Regions from separate parts of the Canis lupus genome. Here regions 1 and 2 are each linked to region 3. A link is a contact called in public Hi-C data. All regions are on one chromosome and are shown on one strand. The core of a region is the stretch at or near the end of the contact, and the rest is flanking DNA. Distances in the headings are between cores, read along the strand shown.

Region 1 (2,700 bases), core at 145-2,644, 220 kb after region 3:
TTTATGGAAGATATTTAGGCAATATTTTGGGAATGCCTTCAGGGCTAACATAATAACCTTAGTACTGTTTATGTCCGATGGAACCTCTTTTTTTTTTTTTTTTTTTTTTTTTTGCAGTTAGGACCACAGATAGCTGTCTCCCACTTTCCTAAACTCTCCAAATGGTTTATTTTACATTTTGAGCTATTCTGCATGGTTCACTGTGCCCTACGATGCAGCAATGAATGCTGTCTGCCCTGTGTCCTATAGCAGCCCCCACCTTAGCATCTACAAACAGTCGCCTTCTGCTGGTGGGAATTCTGACGACTCGCCGCCGGCAGCCTGGAGAATCCTCCCAAGCTCCGGATCCTCGCCGGACGCGGTGGCGCGCGCCTGTAGTCCCAGCTACTCGGGAGGCTGAGGCAGGAGGATCGCTTGAGCCCAGGAGTTCTGGGCTGCAGTGCGCTATGCCGATCGGGTGTCCGCACTAAGTTCGGCATCAATATGGTGACCTCCCGGGAGCGGGGGACCACCAGGTTGCCTAAGGAGGGGTGAACCGGCCCAGGTCGGAAACGGAGCAGGTCAAAACTCCCGTGCTGATCAGTAGTGGGATCGCGCCTGTGAATAGCCACTGCACTCCAGCCTGGGCAACATAGCGAGACCCCGTCTCTTTTGAGTTCTCACCTTGAAAGTATCCTTTCTTCCCATAGTATATATTGAACACAACGAAAAGGGGCATACTTCTATTCTTGCACGGCAGGTTTCCTATTTCCTATTACCCCCCCCCCCCCATGGTGGGGCAGTCTTCTCTTATTCTGTCCTACTTTTTGATTATCTAGCGAAACACCTGAATATTCAGGTTGCCAAGAGTTGATGGAGTTCCTATTGTATGCCAGGTACTACGCTGAGGCAAGGGATGCCATGATCAAGGTCAGATGAGAATCCTACTAAACATCGCAAAATAGTCCTCTGAGAGCGGGGCCCATCAAAACAGGAACTCCTTTTTGAGCGTTGCTTCACCTTTATTGCTGAGGGTACTTGTAGGGCGAATGAAACAGTTCCGCTTCGTCACATTTCAAAATCTGCTCGTCCAAGTTAACCGAGTGGAGAGGGGTTCCTTACTCTTGCAGACCGAGCCCTACCGCCCATGCAGGGGAAATCCTCCCAGTACGCGCCTCATAAATTTTTACCACCAGCAGGGGTCGCTAGGGAGTCGGTCTTGAATCCCGGAACGCAAGAGGGAAAGGGTAGCCTGTCAGCTTTTCAGGAAGAAATGCAGTTTCAAGAGAATAGTTTGGATCTATTGCGAATTGTTTTGGTATAACGAAAAGCCTGATGACGGCGACTTGATAGTTCAAAGCTTTGGAAAAGTGACGCAAACACGTTCGCCTCGAGGAATATTGGGTCTTCTGCGCGGCCGTAGATGTCGGCCAAGTGCGCCTGCGCGTTAGAGTAGCGGCGTTGAGTCAGGCAGTCCGTGGAGAAAACTGCGGTAGCGACCCTCAGACCTCGCCATGAAGACTCGTTTTAGCACCATTGACCTCCGCGCGATACTCGCGGAGCTGAATGCCAGGTACTGAGCGGTAGGGGACCAGGCTCGTGCGGGGGATGCAGAAGCCAGAGGCCGGTGCCCCAAGGTTGAAGAAAGACCAGCCTGATGTTTCCCCTTCATCCCCCCAGCGCTCTTCTGCGGACCTGGCCATAGGCCTGGGTGGGCGAGTGCGGGACATCCTTCCCGTGGCCCTCAGGACACCTGGGGGAGCCCAGCGGCCGCGTGCCCCACACCCTGCTCTCGCGGGCTGCTTGTCTCACCAGGTCTCGTGTCAGGCTTTGGCGGGGCCCTCACCGAGCGCTTGCCTTGTTGGCCCGAGTTGCCCGGGTCTGGCAGCAAACGTTGAGTAGAACACGAGACACCGGGTGGACGCCGGGATGCTCCAGTAGTCTTTTGCCTCGGGGGGTTTCCAGGCCGGAGGCCTGATTTCTTTGACACTCTTCCTTACTTCTGGGAGAGGGAATACCTGCATTTTAGCTGCAAGTAACAGATTCTAGTCTGGTTTCTATTAAGCAGTGTGAATTTTGCCATTTTTGCCATTTTGCCTTCTTTTTTTTTTTTTTTCTTTTGTAATAAAGTGTATTGGACTTTTTCTATGTTTCCTTAAATATTGGGTCATTTCAAGGACGAAGGGCATTGCATGGTTTTCCTAGGGCTCGTATACAACGTTAGTTCTTAAAAAGTTAAAATTAAGTTTTGGGTGGAATGCCTGATGGCCTTCAGACTGATGATCCCAGGTTGACTCCATATCCTTAGAGTTGAAGATCCCCCCCCCCCTTCGAAGGCTCTGCTTCCGCCTGCCGCTTTAAATTCTGTGAAGTTTTGTATTTCAAATGTTGTTACATGTTTCCTTTTTCTTCGCAGCTTAATAGGAATGAGAGTAAACAATGTTTATGATGTGGATAATAAGACCTATCTTATTCGTCTTCAAAAGTAAGAGCATTTTACAGGCTTGTTTTACCTTTGGTAATTAAATATGAGATTATTAATTTTTTTTTACTTGCACTTTTAGTCTGTTTTACTGAGCGTTGACAAATGCCCTAAAGAAAAATTTAACTTTTTTCTTCTACAGGCCAGACTTTAAAGCTACACTTTTACTTGAATCTGGCATACGAATTCACACAACAGAATTTGAGTGGCCTAAGAATATGATGCCCTCTAGTTTTGCC
Region 2 (2,700 bases), core at 35-2,534, 190 kb after region 3:
AATGCTCATTAGGATTTGTAGTTAGAGGTTAACCATGTGAGCCCCTCATAGAGTCCATCCCCTGAGGTGGCACAGGAGGGCTGCACATACCAGTTCCTGTCCCGAATCCGGGTCAGGCCCAGTTTCTCCTGGATCTCGTGGGGTTTCATGGCATCAGGCAGGTCCTGTTTGTTGGCGAAGATGAGGATTATGGCGTCCCTCATCTCCCGGTCATTGATAATGCGGTGCAGCTCCTGGCGGGCCTCGTCGATGCGGTCGCGGTCGGCGCAGTCCACTACGAAGATCAGACCCTGGGTCCCGGTGTAGTAATGCCGCCAGAGCGGCCGGATCTTGTCCTGGCCGCCCACATCCCATACGTTGAACTTGACGTTTTTGTAAGTCACGGTCTCCACGTTGAAACCCACTGTGGGAATGGTGGTCACCGACTGGCCCAGCTTCAACTTGTACAGGATTGTTGTCTTGCCGGCCGCGTCCAGGCCCAACATGAGGATCCGCATTTCCTTGTTCCCGAAGATCTTGGATAGCACCTTCCCCATCGCGTCGGAGGAGCCGGGGCCGGGGGCATTCAGGTGTCCCGGGTCCCCTCAGCCAACTACGCCGCAGCCGCCGCGAAACCGAAACGAAGCCTCCCGGCCGCGAGGGCGCCCGTGCGGCCTGCGTGGGAGTTGCCTCCTCGGGGCAGAGGCCCAGGCTCGCCACTCACTCGGGCATCACCGACCGCACAACTTGATTCCTCCAGCCGCCGCCGCCGCCGGGGCCCTGAGTCTGCGCCGGGAGAGCCGCCGCCCTGCTGAGGCGCGGCCCGGCCCGGAACTGCCCTTCCCCCCGCAAGCGCCGCGCTAGCGCCGCCGCGGTTCCCGCTCCTCCGCCTTCTCTTCACTCGGCCGCGGGAGGTCGAAGCCCTCCGGCCCACCCGCCGGTCCACGAGCACCGGGCTCACCACCGACCCAGGCCACCCGAGAGTCAGCGCGGCTCCGGCGCCTCGTCAGGTCATTGATCCTCGCCGGGATCCGGTGCGCCGCCTGCAGAGACACAGAGAGGAAGAAGGGAGTTACTGCCGGCAGGCCAGAAGGGAGCGGAGGCCCAGGTGACTCGTCCTTCCAGCTCAGTTCGCGAGGTTACCTCAAGCCGCCGCCCTGAGCGCGGGCTCCCTCTGGCCTCCACCGCCTCCTCCCAGCTCTGCCGCTGCCGCCGCCGCCGCCGCCGGAAAAGGCGCCGAAGAAACCGCCTCACTTCCCCTCCCGATCACGCAGGCGCAGCAAGGCCGACCGTTCGGTGAGAGCGAGCTCTGTAAGGAGCGCGGCCCGCGCGCCCAGCGTCATGGGCGCCACGCGCGAGGGGGCGGGGCTACGGCGGCCTGGAGGCCTCGCGGCTGCGGTCAGGCCCCAGACCCGCGAAACTCGGACTCTGACCCGTGCCCGCCTGGCGCTGTACGCGGACTTTCTGCGTCCCTGTGGCGCGCTCTCGCCTCCCCCAGCCCTCTCGAACCAGAGCAGGCAAATCCACTGGGGAGCTCCCGAGGGCGGGGCCCGCGGCCAGCCCTCTCCCGCGGTGAAAGCCTCCCCCAGGCTGCTTCCGGACGTCGGTGCCCGCCAGGTGCTCAGCGAGTTCCCTTGGGCCCGCCCCAGCCTCCGCGCGTCCTCAGTCACCCGGGAAAGCCCTATATGCTGTTTGTACGTCTCCCAGCCCGTCCTTGGCCTCCCTCATCCCGCGTGTTCTGTGCATTTCCTGAAAGACACGTGGGAGGCCCGCGTTTGGTGTGGAGTCGGCCAAGCAGTGCGGCGCTTCTACCAGGCTTGGGTTTGCCAGGAAACCCCGCTTTTCGGTGTTCGAGCCCTGTCTTACACATCTCTTCGGGACCAGACCCTGTTACTTAAAAATGACAGTGTTAACCAGAGTTCCAGTCCCTTGCTGCGTTTTCAACTTTTTAAGGTGATAACTTTTCATACTTAAGTTAGTGTGTTGAGCAGTAACTTAACCACCTAGCTTTTCTTTAAGAATCCTAGACGAGGGGATCCCTGGGCGGCCCAGCGCTTTAGCGCCTGCCTTCAGCCCAGGGCGTGACCCTGGAGACCCGGGATCGAGTCCCGCATTGCGCTCCCTGCGTGGAGCCTGCTTCTCCCTCTGCCTGGGTCTCTGCCTCTCTCTCTCTCTCTCTCTCTCTTTCTCTCTCTCTCGAACGAACAAATAAATAAAGTATTTTTTTAAAAATCCCAGACAATAATAATCTTAGCACTAGGGTTTAGAGTCAGAAAGCCTGACTACTTTTGTGACCTGGATCTAAGGCATTTAACCTTGCTAAGTTTGTTATCTCATGTGTAAACCGAGTGTAGTGCCGACCTTGCTCTGTGTACTCCGTTTCAGAGTAAATAACAAAATGTTTGTGGAAGACTTTCGGAAACTTTTTTGTAGCAAATAGTTAGAGATCAAGTTAGACTTAAAGTAAGGCGAAGCCTAAAATAAAGGAACCAAGGGGAGGAAAAACAGGAAATAGGGTTTGTTATTTTTTAAGGAAGATGCTATAGAAGCATATGATAACATACTTGTTTCATAATATAAGAATATTTGATAATGGTAGATGGGTCAGGTGATAACCTTATAAGCTTCAGCTGAAATAAACTTACTGGAGTTGTTAATATTCTGACTGATCCAAGTTTACTTTCCATCTGCCTTGATCCATCTTACTTTCCACTGTCATAA
Region 3 (2,700 bases), core at 50-2,549:
GAATTGTGAAAAACACCCACTGTTCTTAAACTTTAATGCCATGTCTTAAATGCCAGAATTTGCTGCTGAAGACAAAAATGAAAAATATAATGAAAATAATAGATGCACTGTTTATTATTTTGTCAAAATGTATACAGAGACTACCTAACCCAATCATGGAGGGAAAAAGGGCATGTATCTCATTCAGATGTGCCTTTTGTTTTTGGAGACTATGGTGTCTTTAGCTAATGAGTTGCCTATTGTTTTGGAAAACAAAGTTAATTAATATGCCAAGTATGTACAGTTTTGTTTATATTGTATATTTAAAGAATGCTAATAACTTACTATATAAATTTAAGTGACTCGAGGCCTATAATACAATCTGCTACTTTACTAATTCAGAAATTCAGAGGAAAATTTCTTATGGCATAGGAACCAACTGCCTTGCCCTCAAATCCTAGTAACCTTCTCTATAAATCTCATGTTAACTACAATTTTTTTTAAATACTTTTTTTTTAGATTGGTAACATTTAAACCAGCAAACATACTTAAAGCTTTATTAAACTTTTATTCAGAGAAGTAAAACTTTTATTTGCCATTTGGACTCCTGAGTTCAAAGTGATGAAAAAGCGTGTTTTGCTGATAGTGCTGTAGCAGCAGTTGTAAAATAGCCAAAAGCCACGTTGTTGTTTATTTACTGGTCTGTGGCCTTTTAACTGTGCTTTGTATCAGAGTTCTTAACAAGATTAATAAATCACCCCAGTCTTAATTTTTAAAATACGTGTTTTCATTATAAGTAACAAGGGGAGAGCTTGTTGAGTTCTGTGGAAATACATAGACATGTCCACATTATTGTCATTATTTTGGGCAATTTAAATTACATAATCCCAAAGAATTTAAATGATGTAAATTTTAGAAGGATAACTTTGCCCTGTTAAAACGCGATCAGCAAACTTCCAGCAACCATTTTTATGCATTCAGATGAAAATCAGGAGCATGCTAGGAAACTTGATGAGAGAGGATTGTTGCTTCTCGGTAGGATCTTGGAAACTGCCTGGATTTAAAGCCCAATAACTACCGTATGAATTAGTCTCCAGGTAAACACACTCTTGAGTTTGCCTTTGGCTTTTAAAGAGCAGATTACAATATCAGCTTTGTCTGGAAAAGTGATTTAAGCTGCCTGCTTGTTAGGCCACACTTGTAATTTAGAGGCGTGAGGCGGACCTACACTCTGGGGAAGCGGGCGGCTAGGCCCTCGACCACGCCCAGGTAATGCTGCCTTCCCAGCTTTGTGCCTTTGCGCACGCGTCATGGCGCCAACTTCGCCACTAGGAGGCGCCGGGCCCTGTCCAGGCCCGCGGTGGGGAGGCGCGTGTGGGTGTGACGTCACTGCGCACGCTGCATCTTGTTGCCGGGCAGCGATGGCGGCTACCGTGGAGTCCTCCGTGGAGGACCCGCTGCGGAACTTTGTTCGAGTTTTGGAAAAGCGAGATGGCACGGTGTTACGACTGCAGCAATATGGCTCCGGCGGCGTGGGCTGCGTTGTTTGGGACGCTGCCATCGTCCTTTCTAAGTACCTGGAAACGCCCGGGTTTTCCGGCGATGGGCCCCACGCTCTGAGCCGGCGGTCGGTGCTGGAGCTGGGCTCGGGCACCGGGGCCGTGGGGCTCATGGCTGCTACTCTCGGGTAAGAGCTGGCGGGAGGGGGTGCCGCTTTGTTTGGGAAACCAGGATTCCTGCTTTACCATGCTTGTGCCTACACTTCAGTCGACGTTATTTTATAGGGCCGATGTGGTGGTCACAGATCTGGAGGAATTGCAAGACTTGCTGAAGATGAATATTAATATGAACAAGCATCTTGTCACTGGTTCTGTTCAAGCCAAGGTACTGAAATGGTTTGTATGGCCTTTCAGCTTGTTTTAAGATAACGATTTGTGGTTTGCTTTAAATTGCGTTTCGCTAAAAGCATAGTTAATACAAAGGGGACTTTCCAGAACTTTTTTTATAAAACAATAAGTTATTAAAGCAACAGTTAAAATATTTGTTGGCATTTTCAAGGGGGGAAGCAATAGAAGACTTTCCTTCTCCGCCAGACTACATACTGATGGCCGACTGCATATACTACGAAGAGGTAAGTAGTCATTATCTTTACAAGTTGTATTATAATTCGTGGATTCCATAGTGCACATTTCTTCCCACTTTAACATCACTGAATGCAGGATAGTTTTCCTATAATTGATGACACAGTAAGGAACATAAAGTTTACCAGGAACAACTACATACACTCAGGTTAAACATATAGACCTGTGAAACATGTTGACAGAAGTGTTGCCTGCATTTTTAGCATTTTACTAAAGGCTTCTGTAAAAATCTTCTTTTAAAGGTTTTGTCATTTGGATCTGTTATGAAAAGCTAAGGTTTTTTTAAGCTCTTCTTGGTGAAGGTGTTAACCATGACATTGAAAATTAAGTTTCGTCCTAAAGAATTCATTGCTCTATGGCAAGATTGATTCAGAATGATACTTTTTAAAATATCAGTTTGTGTATATTGTGGGCATCACTCATTTTTAAAATAAAACATTGAACTAACATGTTCAAGTTAGGGTTAGATTCACTTTTGTATGGTAAAGTACGGTAAAATCCCAAGTTAAAATAGATTAAATAAAATTAATTTTTTAAGAGTGAAGATAATTCTATTTGTTTTCCCCTGGGAATACCAAAA

Evidence for each region. A called contact is a pair of places that touch in the nucleus more often than the background predicts.
Region 1: a contact with region 3 is called in a Hi-C map of blood, with 2.5 times the contacts expected there. The contact joins the promoter of NEMF here to the promoter of VCPKMT in region 3. A contact is called at or near these places in 2 of 9 Hi-C or Micro-C datasets (amygdala and blood).
Region 2: a Hi-C map of amygdala shows a contact between it and region 3, with 1.9 times the contacts expected there. The contact joins the promoter of ARF6 here to the promoter of VCPKMT in region 3. A contact is called at or near these places in 6 of 9 Hi-C or Micro-C datasets (amygdala, blood and skin fibroblasts).

What each region holds. Positions count from the first base shown.
Region 1 is chr8:26,633,921-26,636,620 of UU_Cfam_GSD_1.0, reverse strand. NEMF (nuclear export mediator factor NEMF) reads left to right here and starts at 1,394. Exons shown (of 33, transcript XM_038544655.1): 1 at 1,394-1,552; 2 at 2,396-2,464; 3 at 2,604-2,700. The coding sequence starts at 1,494.
Region 2 is chr8:26,668,020-26,670,719 of UU_Cfam_GSD_1.0, reverse strand. ARF6 (ADP-ribosylation factor 6) reads right to left here and starts at 1,284. Exons shown (of 2, transcript XM_038544661.1): 1 at 1,123-1,284; 2 at 1-1,022. The coding sequence starts at 536. The coding sequence ends at 9. It overlaps LOC119876490, which reads left to right and starts at 821. Exons shown (of 3, transcript XM_038544659.1): 1 at 821-1,932. The coding sequence starts at 1,321.
Region 3 is chr8:26,858,780-26,861,479 of UU_Cfam_GSD_1.0, reverse strand. It overlaps VCPKMT (protein-lysine methyltransferase METTL21D), which reads left to right and starts at 1,299. Exons shown (of 8, transcript XR_005363233.1): 1 at 1,299-1,666; 2 at 1,764-1,874; 3 at 2,038-2,110. It overlaps SOS2 (son of sevenless homolog 2), which reads left to right. Exons shown (of 22, transcript XM_038544663.1): 22 at 1-757.